Regions from separate parts of the Sus scrofa genome. Here region 1 is linked to region 2. The links are chromatin contacts, called in public Hi-C maps. All regions are on one chromosome and are shown on one strand. Each heading gives the region's core, a stretch centred on a gene start, on an enhancer-like site or on the middle of the called end of the contact. The rest is flanking DNA. Distances are from core to core; before and after follow the strand shown.

Evidence for each region. Hi-C and Micro-C count contacts between places; a contact is called where the count stands out from the background.
Region 1: a Hi-C map of liver shows a contact between it and region 2, with 3 times the contacts expected there. The contact joins the enhancer-like site here to the promoter of IL1RAP in region 2. A contact is called at or near these places in 1 of 5 promoter capture datasets (liver), 4 of 47 Hi-C or Micro-C datasets (liver and skeletal muscle) and 1 of 2 datasets of contacts at active chromatin or transcription factors (alveolar macrophages).

The regions. Positions count from the first base shown.
Region 1 is chr13:128,052,467-128,059,614 of Sscrofa11.1, forward strand. IL1RAP (interleukin-1 receptor accessory protein) reads left to right here. Exons shown (of 11, transcript XM_005670066.3): 9 at 5,718-5,861. Among named protein-coding and RNA genes, the nearest start is that of IL1RAP, 120 kb to the left of the region's middle. Within about 2 kb of position 5,670, at least 1 of the 83 cell types and tissues checked has an H3K27ac peak or open chromatin away from gene starts, as enhancers often do. A contact at or near this core is called in liver, where this site is marked.
Region 2 is chr13:127,930,733-127,937,487 of Sscrofa11.1, forward strand. IL1RAP (interleukin-1 receptor accessory protein) reads left to right here and starts at 2,940. Exons shown (of 11, transcript XM_005670066.3): 1 at 2,940-3,088.

The sequences.
Region 1 (7,148 bases), core at 4,420-6,919, 120 kb after region 2:
ATTTCTCTGTCAAAATGTCTGTACTGATATTTCTTATTTGCTGTTAAAATGTTCATGGTCTTTTTTTTAATTCAATAGATATATTTATAATACTCATTTTAAAGAATATGTCTCCTCATTCCATCATTTTTGTTGGTTCTGGTTCTGTCTTTATTGGCTGATCTTTCTTCTGACTATGGGTCAAAAATTTTGGTTTTTTTTTTTTCTGTCTAGCTTTTTTTTTCTTTTTTCCTAATCCTATAGTGGGCATTATGGATGTTACATTATTGAGTGCCTGAATTTTATAAATGTCTGTTAAGTTACATTTAGCAGGTAGTTAATTTACTTGCATAACAGCTTTTTGAAGCATCTCACTTATTTTTCTAGAGTAGGTCCAATGTAGCCTTCTTTCTAAGACTAGATTAGACCTATTTCCAGGGCATATTCTATCTGAGGTCTCTGCTTAATATTTGGGAGCTAAATAAAGTTTCTTCAATTGGAGTGGTCTTGACTCAACTGTCCCCCATTCCTGTATATGTTCCTGGAATTGTTCAGTTCCCAACTCTTTAGTAGTCATTTCTTCCCTGGTGGTTTTCCTTTCACTGGTAGCTATTCTTTGCCTGACCTTGTTAAGTGTCACCCAAATATCCACATTCTTGTGTTTTTCCAAATACTTGTGGATTTCTAGAATTATTTGTCTATAATTTTCTTCTCTCCAGTAGCCAAGCCTATAAATTCAATAGTCCCCAACTCTATTTTCAGTGTCCTCAGCTCAGTGTGAATACTATCTTCTTTTTTATCCCTTTTTTTTTTTTTGGTTTTCCCCTTTTTTTGCCCCCATCCCCAAAGTGACTTTAGGCAAAAATCCAGGGAGATGGTGAGCTTACCTCTTTATATCCTATCTCTCACAGATCACACTCCTGCACAACCAGTTGTCCAAATTTGAAAAATTGTTATTTTAGTTATTATATAGAGAAGGCTACCCTAGTTACTTCTCCAAGCCCAGAATTACACAAGTTTTAACACACTATGATGGCCAAACAAATCAGGTCTGCAGGTCAATTCATTCATAGGTCTATAATATACTATGAAGCATCCCCTGTGTTTGTAATTCAGGAAAATGGTCATTAGCACAATACCACAAATTGTCAAGAAGTTCCAGCAATTTAGTAAGGAATAGATACAGTTCTGTGGTAGAGAATATTTGGAAATTCAAGGTGCTGGATTGGTTGGGAGATTCAGTGGATAGCAAGGCCCCAACTGTGATAATGAAGATGAGAAGATTAACCTGAGTTTTTAAGGAGAGACAGGATTGTAGACCAATGACATGAAATGGGGAAAAGAATAGAGCTAAGGTATTGGACTGGTTTAACCAGGGGTAGTTGGCTGGAAATTTGGGCTCTGGAGCCAGTCATTACTATAGAGTTGCAAAAAGGATGGAAGGAACTCTGATTCAGGAAGTAACAGCAGAGCAAGGCACTAAATTTGGCTCAGTCCTGAGTCAGATTATCAGTGAGATCAAAGATAGAAGCAGTTTAGAAATGCAATTTGGTCAAATTACATCATCACTCCTTTCTGATTGGAAACCCTTTGGTCCAAGATTGCATCAGAGTAAAAATGCCAAAAGATCAAAAGTTCAAGGTGGGACTGACAGAAAAAAGGGGCTGAAGGTCACCCTTTCCCTACACGCCAGCAAAGCAAAGCTTTGTAGGGCCCATCTTGAATGTGATTCAAACCATTTAGAAATTCAGACTTGTGGCTTATTTATCTTAAGAGTTCAATTAGTTAAATAGCATTAGGAACTTCTTGATATCATCAAGATGGTTGAACAAAATACAGTCTGTAAATATGACACATGTAATTGTATGGCACAAGGAAAATTAAAAAGCCCCACTAGAAATAAAATAGGCAGTAGAGAAATGAATGTGGCAGAGGGAAAGTTATGGGTGTAATTTGTCTCTTGATCGTTAAGCAAGGTAATTAACTATTGATGTGTATTTTTTGGGGGGGTGAGGGATGCTGCACCTACAGCCTATGGAAATTCCCAGACTAGGGGTCAAATCAGAGCTACAGCTGCTGGCATATGCCACAGCCACAGCAATACCAGATCCAAGCTGCCTCTGTGCTCTACAGCACAGCTTACAGCAACTCCAGATCCTTAACCCACTGAGCAAGGCCAAGGACTGAACTCACATCCTCATAGGTAATAGTCAGATTCATTTCCGCTGAGCCACAATGGGAACTCCCGTTATTAATATATTTTTTAAAAATCCATTTCAGGTAATCCACTAACCTTTTTTTTTTCTTCCCTATTTTGAAATATCCACCCAGAAGGAGCCAAAATAACTGAGCAAATAATGAAGATGACAGTGGAAATTAGCACAGTGTGTTGTTAACATAACATGTACTCAGAAATATCAAGGACACAGAAATTTTCATGCCAGCTACTCAAACTGGTCTTAGTAAATTCTCATCAACTGCACTGACACAGCTCCTGGCATTTTATGATGGGAGTTTTCTTCTTTTAAAGCACCATTTGTTTATGGGAGGAGTACAAGAGCACCTGATAATTGGGCACTGCTGAGTCCCAGGCTATCTCTGTGGCAGGACTAGGATCCTGAGTTTAGGAGAATGAACACAAAGCTCAGTGATTTTCCCTTTCCTTAGGGAACATCAGGCTTTGCCCCAGGCTACACACCATTTTCCCCTTAGGATAGCTACCTGTTTAAAATAAGGTTTTTCTACTAGTATAGAATCAGTAATTGAACGTCATGGTAGTGTTATGCAAATCCCTCTGAACTTTGGAGTCAGGGATCCTTGATAGCAATCCCAGCTTTGAAGAAAATTCTTCTATGCTCTGTCTTGGCCAACACTTAACACTTATAATGTTCAGGTGCTCAAAAAGGCCTTTTCTCACCCCCCTGCCTGATGTATTTCTCCTTCTCCAACCCCTTCCCTCAGGCACGTCTATCACATTACACTGGTTTATTTCCTTTATAGCACTGGTCTCTCTCTAATATTTTAAATATTTAAAATATTATTTTAAATCAAGCTTATATATTTATTATTTCCTTATTTACTTTGCTGCAACAAAATATTAGCCCTAAAAGAGCTGAGACCCTTTCTGTCTTATCTACCACTATAACCTTGACAGCTTAAAGCAAATACTACATGTCAATAAGTAAGTGTCAAATCCACAAATACATAATTTAAGTCACCCCTGCTTCAGATCCAGTAAATATTTTGTTTCTTCTTCAAACTCTGAAGTTTCATTGTCACAAGATAATAACGTAGTCAAATGAAGTTACTAATACGTAGTATAGTACTAGATTTGTTTTAAATATCCCAGAAATGTGTAGTACTGTATCCAGAAATATTCATTCAGATCCTAAGAGTTCTTGGAAAGGGTGGATGAAGAAGACATAATCTCTACCTAGAGAACTGCAAATGTATAGTTTAATGGCGGAGTTGAGAAAGAGCGTAGAATCTGGTAATAGCCAAATTACAATAGAATAAGAGCGCTCTACTAGAATTATAAGCAAAAAAGAAGAGTGGAGAATTACTTTGTGGTGCAGCGAGTTAAGGATCTGGCATTGCCGCAGTTGTGGTGCAGGTCCCAACTGCAGCCCAGGAACTTCCACATGCTTCAAGTGCAGCAAAAAAAGAACAGTGGGGATTTTTGCAAGATGGGAATCATATTGCAAGAAATGTTTATTCCAGGAAAACTCATACAAAATAATGGCATTTGAGCATAATCTTGAAAACTAAAGAATGAGCAAGAACTGTAACGGCCAAAAGTAACATCATGAACAAAAGCATGAATTTAAATCTTACCAATGTTGGCATTCCCACTGTGGCTCACTGGGTTAAGAACTTGATAAGTAACCATAAGATCCCTGGCCTCCCTCATTGGGTTAAGGGTCTGGTGCTGCAGAAAGTTGTGGTGTAGATTGCAGATATGGCTTGGATCCCAAGTTGCCATGGCTGTTGCATAGGCTGGCAACTGCAGCTACAATTCAACCCCTATCCCCAGAACTTCCATACACCACAGGTGTGGCCCTAAAAAGAAAAAATAAAATAATAAAATAAAATATTTGAACAATCATATCACAAAAGAAGCTACTATAAAATGTAGATACCATAAAAAAAATCTTAAATGATGTTTTTGAGAAAAGGAGTCGAGCAAATGAGACAGAAAAGTGGTTAGTGGTTTGATTGTGACAGATATTGTTTACAGAGATGAGTTAATGTTTAACTTTTAGGTATTCGAGAATTACTTCACTTGACTTTTGATGATTTCAAAGACACAGCTAAAATTTATTTTATCACGTAAAAGTAAGCAGATAATGTGGAAATCTGTCATAGTTGGCCCTTAGAAGTTTACCTTTAGAACTTAGGACTGTGGACCTGAGAGATCCTTTCAGAGCCAAGTACACTCAGCATTTGGTGGATACCTTCATTTTCTGCTCAATGATAACAAGATTCTTTAGGCCTATTGCCAAATATAAAGAAAAAGGAATTAAATTTCTTCCATATGGCACTAGATAAGAGGATAGAACTAAGACTGATAAAAAAACATTAAGATTTTTGTTCAATTCAACTTCAACAATTAAAATTCTACTACGATCATGTGCTGGTTCAGGTAAGAAATGAGTTTCTACTGAGATGAGGGTTCCATCCACAGCCTGGCACAGTGGGTTAAGGATCTGGTGCTGTTGCAGCTACAGTGTAGGTTGAAGCTGAGGCTCAGACTCAATCCCTGGCCGAGAAATTACGTATGCTGTGGGTATGGCAAATGAAAAGAAAAGAAAAGGACAGGGAATTCCTTTTGTGACTCAGCAGAAATGAATCTGACTAGTATCCATGAGGACGCAGGTTTGATCCCCTGGATTCTCTCAGTGGATTAAGGATCCAGCATTGCCATGACCTGTGGTGTAGGTCGTAGATGTGGCTTGGATCCCATGTTGGCTGTGTTGTAGGCCGGCAGCTGTAGCTCTGATTGGACCCCTCGCCTGGCAACCTCCAAATGCCACAGGTGTGGCCCTAAAAAAAGAAGACAAAAAAGAAAAGGACAAACAGGTTAGAGTCACACTTTTCAAAAATATTTTTGAGAAGATTCAAATATAAGTGTGTACGTTGAATTGGATGACCTTTTAAATTCTTCCCAGTGATAAGATTCTGTTTTAATCTGTATATCATCAAAGTCTATTCAATTTATCTAATAGTAAAAAAACATCTTTTTTTTTTTTTTTTTTTTTTTTTTGTCTTTTGCCATTTCTTGGGCCGCTCCTGCAGCATATGGAGGTTCCCAGGCTAGGGGTCTAATCGGAGCTGTAGCTGCCAGCCTACGCCAGAGCCACAGCAACACGGGATCCAAGCCACGTCTGCGACCTACACCACAGCTCGTGGCAACGCCGGATCCTTAACCCACTGAGCAAGGTCAGGGACCGAACCCGCAACCTCACGGTTCCTAGTCAGATTTGTTAACTACTACGCCACAAAGGGAACTCCAAACAAAACCACCTTTTATGCCAGTTTCTAGAAACAAAAAGATAAATGCTCCAGGGTCTAGTATTAAAACATAGTGCTTAACCTCTACCGTGCTATCCCTGCTTGTTCACTCAGGTAAGTCAGGTTCATAGCTCAGCTGCTTGGCTTAGTCAGCTATTTGCAGGATGATGGGTCACTGTGATCACCATGTACAAATCAATGTTTCTTTGTTGTTCACCCCATAATAGCTCCCAGATACACAGTGGAACTGGCATGTGGTTTTGGAGCCACAGTCCTGCTGGTGGTGATTCTCATTGTTGTTTACCATGTTTACTGGCTGGAGATGGTCCTCTTTTATCGGGCTCATTTTGGAACAGATGAAACCATTTTAGGTGAGTAAGGAAAGTTTGATGCAAATCTCTTCTACTGTCATCTCAGGAAACATGTTGGCTTGATAAAACCTGGAGTAATTGGAAGATATAATTAGACTAACTTTTGTTTCAGCCCATACTATTGAAAATCTTCCTAATGCATATTATTCTGCTTTCCTGGGTTAATATGTGATTTAGTCTAGATTGGCACAGTTCAAACAGAAATACAATGCAAGCCACAATGTAACTTCAAATTTTTCTAGTGGTCACATAAGGGAAAGCTAAAAAAAAAAAAAAATGGGAATAATTTTAAGAATGTATCAATTTAATATTCAAAATACTACAATTTTAGCTAATCATTAATATTAATAGAGATATTTAGTCTTTTTTTGGTACTAAAATCATCAAAATTCAATGTGTAGTATATTTTACACTTAGAGCATATATCTCAATTCAAACCAGCTGCATTTTAAGTGCTCAAAAGCTACTTGTGGCTACTGTACTGGACTTCATGTGCTCTTTGTACTCAGAGGTGATCCATGTACCGGAAGTATCACATAAGAGCTTATTAAAAGGAGAATCTAAAGCTTGACCCCTATGCCAAATCAGAATCTAAATTTTAACAATAACCCTAGATTCACATACATATTGAAGTTTAAGCAGCTCTGTTCCAGTGCATATGTGTCTGGTGACAAGAAGGAAATATTTGATAATACACTTGCTTAGATCCATCCTATAAAGATTTCATTGTGTAGGTTTGTGGAAGAGACACGGAACCTGTCTTTTTAATGAGAGATGATTTTTATAATTAGGCAGCTATTGTTAGAAGAGATTTGGTTCTTTGAATTTAAGTATACTTTAAATTGTAGGTATTTTCAGGTGTAAATATTTTGGGCAGTTTCTGAAGGTTTTTCTCAGTTTATAGTTCTAATATATTAATAAATGACATACTAGGACAGTAATTAGAAATTTTCTGCATAACATTGTTGCCAGCACCTATGATTGACTATTTGCTTCCTGATTCTATGAATTCATAGTTGAATGAGCCAAATCTCACTCATTCTCCACTACAAAATCTAAACTCAGTGAGATGAAAGTAGAAGACACATCAGATAAAATTTGCAATTATGCTTTAAAATAGTCATTTTGCCTGGAGACCTGTCACAGGTGGGAAATTATATTGAAATCTGTCAGCCAATTCGCAAATGTAACAAATGAAAATGTCTACTATTCAAAAGTTTGATTTAAGAAAAAATTGAATACTATTGAGAAACTTTCCTAATTTATATTGATTTTTTTTTTTTTTTT
Region 2 (6,755 bases), core at 1,690-4,189:
TGCACAAGTGGGTGAAAGGTAGTATTTCTGACAAAGCTGGGAAGATTAGAAGAGGAGGTGGTTTGATGAGGGGTAAACATATTAAAGAGTTTGTTTTGAACATGTGATGTTTGATATGTGTATGAAAAATTTAAAAATTGACAGGAAGGAGGCAATAGGGTAGGAGAGTCTAGGGTTCCTACTGTGGATTTAAGTTTACACGTTTTTATCACATAGATGTTTGAGATGAGAATCTCTAGAGGGGAATATTAGTAAGCCAAGGATTGAGCTCTGGAACATACAAAATCTCAGAGATCACAAAGAGGTAAAGGAATGAATGAAAGACTCCAGAAAGGAGCAGCAGATAAAATTGACAGAAAACAAGGAGTCAAACAAAAAGGAGTTGGAAGGAGAAACTAAACTGTGTCTGATGTTGCTAAATAGGTCAAGTAAGATGAAGATCAAGAATTGACCAATGAACTTGGCAAAGTGAAGGTCATTAGATACCTGACTACTGTGTGTTCAGGACAAAAATCTGATTGGACTGAATTCAAAGGAAAAGCAAAATTCAGAGTCCTCCTTAACAACTATCACAAAATGGTTAAAAATAATCTGAACAAAGTGAAGTTTTGAAGCAGAGGGAAGAAGAGAGTAATGATATTTTTCCATATATTCAATCAGTTTCAAATATTTTTTTGAGCATCTCTAATGCACTCAACACTGTTAGGCACCAGTGAGATTGAAGTCTCTTTCATTCATTCACTTAGGCCATGATTGATCATAGAATACCCAGTATGTGAGTTTTCAAACATTTTTTAATTGTTACAATAATGTTCTGCCATTAGGCAAATTTAAAAAGGAAAAATACTCTCATAATTCTGTACATTAACATTTTCTAATTCCTTTCAAATACTGTCCATATATTTTCATAACTTTTATACAACCTTATTAATTATAAGCCTTTTCCTTTGCAGACATATTTTCATAATCTGTTAATGATGACAGTAAATACTGTATTGTATGAATATATGGCATTGTTTATCTAATCATTTTCATCTCCAGCCTTTTATGTTTCTTCAAATTACAATATTTAATATTATGATTACTTGTCTATATGCCTGTCATCCTCGTTAAGCTATGAGTAGCTTCTCAAAGTCCAAGACTACATCTGGTTCATTTCTGAATCACCAATATCTGCCTGGCACAGAGTCAGGACTTCAAGAAAGCACATGAGACTGTCTAGTGGAGTGGTTAAGGTCAAGAAACCTTTCTCAGTATTCATTTCAGAGTCCCTTCTTGTGGGCTTGTGGGCTTGTGGCCTTGGACAAGATGCAGCTCTTCTCTGTCTCATTTATAAACTGAGCTAATGATAGTACCTTATAGATTATTTGAAAATTAAATAACATGCAAGTGTCTGCTGCATTGTAAGCACAGGCTATATAAATGCTTGATGAATACATTATATAAGAAAAAAATTAAATGCCCTGGAATATATTTAATGATGTATATAATCAAATAATTGTTTTATTTCTGCTTCATACCATAAACTTTTAAATTTTTGGATTCTTTCCTTTTTGGTTTAGTAACAATCTTGAGAGCATGTACTGTGTGCCAGGTATTCAGAGACAGCTAATTTCTCAGGATCAATTTCTGTAAGTGATAACAATAAAGGGAATAACATGAACATTGCTACGGCTTCAATTATACTGTTATTTTACCTTGGGAAGTTGAACCTTCTGAGGGCAGGATAGCATCAGAGTTTTGCACTGCTGTCCACCTTTAGCTGGCGCCCAGAGAATGGCACCTCCTAGTTCCATTGTTAGTACACAAAGACCCTTCCTTCTTTCATGTCTTTTTCTCTCCTTCTCTATGACTGATTTTTTTTTTGGGGGGGGATCTCCCATTTCTTGAATAAATAGATTCCATTACATAATTAAGAGCGGAAGAAAAATCATGGAGATGGTAGTGAGCAAAGCATATGTGAAGAGAGGAGTCAAGTGGGTAGATGGGACAGGTGATGAAGGGCCTTGCCACCCTGGGAGAAATTGTGATGGACTACTAACAGAAGGATCTTGAACAAAGGCCTTGAGAGTCATTACGTAGAGCTCCTCAGGATGACCATAGGTACTACTATCTAGAGCGGGAGAGGATGTCTCAGGGCTCTTGCAGAAATCTGGAGAAACGGAAGTGAATGAAAAGAGGTAATTCTTTTTGAGATTGTTTGCTTCTATAGTGATTATTTCATTCATTCACTCACTCAGTGAATACTGAATGCCTACTTTGTGCCAGGCACTGTGCTAGGCACACTGGGTATACACCAGTGGAAAATATAGATTCGGTCTTGCTGTCATGACCAGATGTTTGATCCCATGCCTGTCTCTTGTGGTGGAGCGGGAGCTCCAGACCACCTAGATCCTGTCTGTTTCTTCCTGTCGCACTCTGGTCTTGGCACACGGTGGCGGCGCAAATCCTGCGGCTGGACTGATTCACTCACAGCCTTGGTGCAGCTAGAGAGCTAAAATACACAGAGCCAGGAAGAAAAGGCAGGGTGGCAGCGATCTCAACTGTGAGACCAGGATCTTGCAATGAGCTGTGCGCAAATGTGCTGCTCCTTGTAGAGCGGGGCGGGGCAGCGAGGGACGCATCGCCCCAGAGCCCATGGCATCGTGCCAAACTGCTTGACCCACGCTCTTGCTCCCCGCGCGGTCCAGTGGGCTCAGTCGGTGGCCGACGCCGAAGGGCCTAGCTCAGCCTGGGGTCTGCGGGCAGCCGGCCTGGCACGGCTCCTCCTCGCCGCGGGCGGGGCTGCCCTCGGTGCCGCCCCGCGGCCTCTGAGCTGGGAAGCCCTGAGAGCTGGTGGCTGGCCAGCGGAGGCGGCGGGTGGAGCCCGAGCAGCGCGGCGGCGGCCAATCGCGCCGCGCCGGGGGAGGAGCCCCAAAGGGGGAAAAAAGAAAGTGCGGCGGAAAGTAAGAGGCTCATTGCGGGAAGACTGGCCAGATCGGGGTACCCCGGGCTCTGCTTTGGTCAGGCGCACGGAAAGAGGCGGTGCTGGGTGATCCTGCACGCACACCCGCCGCCTTCGCCGCGCTTGCTCTGCTTCTCAAGTAAGGTAAGCCTTTGGCGGCGACGAAGACTTGGGGGACAGAATTTCTGGGTGGGAAGAGTCTTACAGATCGTCTGCTACAACCCTATTTCCTAGAAGGGCAAACTGAGGCACAGAGCGAGGCAGCGGCTGGGACTGGTCTCACAGCTAGTTACTGCTGTGACCAAGACTTGAACCCTCTGTCCGGAGCCCCATCTTTGCTTTGTAGGCATTGAAGGAACGCAGTTGCGGGACGGCTGAGCGTCGCAGCACCCCTCTCCCAGCTCTTTAAGGGATTTATCCTGGTGTACCCACGCCTTGGTTTCTCCAGAGTGCTGCTATGAATGGCGAGGATTGAAGGGGGCAGTGTGCCCCAGCGTGCCCACTCGGTATCATGTCGCTTCCAGCCTAGACCAGTGATAGCCTGGGTAAAGGCTGTTTGCAGCTTTGCTGCTTCCCTTGACCTGTTTTCTGAGGCCCGCTAAGGGTGTTCATCAGACCCCTGGAGGAGTCGTTACCGTGGAGAGGTGAGGGACGCCCGGGCGCCCGTCACCTCTTTTGGTACAGTGCTCTCTCCAGCCCTGGAGGAAGCAGGGCAGGTGGTCCTGTGGGAGGTAGATGCTTTTCTTGTAGGAATAGCTGACCTCACGGAGCTAGAGCCCCTCTCACTTCTAATTCCTGGGAGGGAACATGGAAGCCTAGTTAAAGAGAAAAATCACAAACTTCTGCCGTTTCCTTTAAGAGCCTGTCCCTAGCCTGTCTTGCCTCCACCCCCTGGTTGTGAAATTGTGAAATAGAGCTCTGCTCCACTGATCTCAGGTTAGCTACCAGCTGAGAAGGAGGATTTTCCTGACTTTGACTCCAGCTCTGCTGTGTTTTAGCTATGTGAACTTGAGCAAGTTATCCTTATCCAATCTTTCTGATACTCAGTTTTATCTTGTTTTGTTTTGTTTTCCCAGCCCTAAAATGGAGATTATAAGGGTCACATCGAGTCCTTGGGGCACTTGGGAGGATGAAATAGGATCATTCAAATAACATGGCTAGCACAGTGGCTGGCCTGGCACCTGGTCAGCTGGACATTGATGGTAGCACTTGTAAATATTGTTACATAGTAACCCTGGAGACAGTAGGTTTTTAGAAAGCTGATTTTTCAGGTAGAGTGACTTTTCTTTTTCCTTTTTTTCTTTCTTTTTCTATTAACCTGAATGTCATGGTGTTTTCTTCTTTGGGATGGCTCTTTTATAGTGTTTTCTGAATGCCCTCTACATATGACTTTGATCCTGGATGCTTGACTTGGAATGTAAAATGTTTCTCAGTAATGCCAATTCCCTGCTAGTTTTTAGGCCAAGCCTCAGGTCTATGAAACTTTGATCTCAGGCATCCTTTATTGGCAAAGAGGGTCTTGAATTTGATGAGAGGTAGGGAGACAAGAGAAAAAGTTGGAAGTTCCATCGATGTTACAGACTATTCTAAACCTTTTATTCCCTGCTGTCTCAGGTCAGAGAAGCAGCTTTATAGTTTTCATCTAGCATAGGAAAACAACAAGATTCCCATGTATTTCTTTTGGATTATAAGTGATGCTGCTAAATTCAGTCCCTTCTGAACACAAAATTACCTTATTGAAACACAAACATCCACATGTGCCCACAGTCATCCTCCTTTATTCTTGGTATTATTGGTATTTTAAAATGAAGTAGTATTCCTTATATGACTCCCACCTGACTCATAGCAATTGATTTTATTCCTGATTGACTTCATACAATTACTTATTGTTATCTCCTAGTTATTCTGTAAGTCTCTGAACTGAGCATCCAGTATTTATAGTTGTCTGCCTGCTTCATAGTCCATCACATATGCCTGTGTTATTGATGTATGCAGGGCAGGGGTGTGATACATCTTGAGGAAGGAAAGGGTTCGGTGGTACTCTCTAAGGGACCTCCGCCACCAAGCTTTGCAGAGGGTGGGATCACCTGCTTCCATCAGCCTGTTCCGTGTGCATGCATTGTGATGAGCTGGCCAGGATACATCTGAACGCGTGCCTGGAGAGACTGGAGACTTGCGGGGAAAAAGAAAATGTTCAAAATAAGGTCAGAACAAGGGGATGGGAGATTGAAAGCTAATTCCTTTTTGTTCTGATTCTTTAAAGAAAGGATACTCAGCTATACCTTTCCTCCTTATTGAGATTATTTATTACCAAACCCATATATGTGTATACATAGGTATAAAACTTTTAAATTTCCAGTGTAGTCCATATATATTATCTTCCTTACTACTTGCAATAGCCTTGAAAGAAGGACATGGTGGACATATTAATAGTGGAACGATAATATAATAATATGATAAAGTGTGAAAAAACTGGTTTTGTGGTCAAGTTCAAACTCCAGCTCTAATTCCTATGTGGCTGGGTGATACTAAGCATTTATTTCACCATTTAGAGCTTCTGTTTCATCCAATTCTAAAGTGAAAAAAAATGCCTGCACCAAGGTTTCATGTGAGAATTAAATTAAATGGATGGATGTAAAGTCCAGGGAGTGAGTAGGTACTCATGAAATTATCTCTCTTCTTAGTTGATCTCAATTTATTGAGAAGAAAATTGAGTAAGAGTCAGAGAAATGAGTGTGTTGCCAAAGGTCACGTGTAGTAAGTTGCAGGCTTGGAAATACAGTTCACATCTTTTGACTTCCAGTTAAGGGCTTTTCCCGTCTCTCTCCAATGAGATCTTTAACAGTCTACATCAGCTGTTATGTTGACCTTATTTATTTGGTGATCCTTTCTGTCCTGAAGAGGATTTTTCCTTGCTAAGAAAACTATGCTCTCTAGAGTTTAGTGGCGCCAGTCTCAAGAGAGGAAGTCTCAAAGTGATGATCTCTAAGGCATCCTTCGTACTCATGTGTTTGACGTAATGCACCTTGAATTCCTAGGAGGAAGGGTACTATGAAGACGTAAAGTTCAGAATTATGTCCTGTTTTTCTTCCTGTTCCGAGTGGTTTCTCTTTCTGCCACCCTTGTGCTAATATGCAGGATGTTAAGAAGATTGAGAAACAAAGGCCCTGAGTGACCATAGGATTTTTCTCTTCTTTTTCCAATTCTGAGGGTAAGGGGTGGAATCTAGTGAATAGTATGCAGAGGCCACATTTGCAGAAAGACCACCCCTGGCTGGTGATGTTGATCACTGGTCTGGAGTTTCAGTCCTCCTTGTGGAAACTGATGGCTTCAGGCTTCTGTAGGGAAAAATGAACAGATCTGTTTCTGGCCTAGGCAATGGGGCCATTTATCTGTTGAGACTCCCCACAGGCCATCAGGTTTCTGTGCTTTGCAGCAAGCAGACAGGCTTGCAAAATGCGGTTTGGGGAGAAGTCGTTGTGTTCCTTGCTTTTGGCATTTGGAAGCATATGTTTGCTTTTGCCAAAAGGTAGGCAGTCAGCATCATCTTACCTGGCAGAGTTAGAGAACCAGAATGTAGCTGGAGAAAATCAGAGGAAGAAGCGGAAGAGAAAAATAGAGGTTATCTCCAACACACATACACAGTTTCATTTGTTGCTCAACTTTGTCAGGCTTTTGCTGGTGACACAGATGTAGGGTCTGGTGAGTCACTATTGCTTGGCCTGTAAAATATTAAAGAGAGCCCCCTACTGTGCTCTGCTCATTTTGGAAATTGTTCCGTGGGAGAAAGAAAAACCCCAAAGGACAGAAA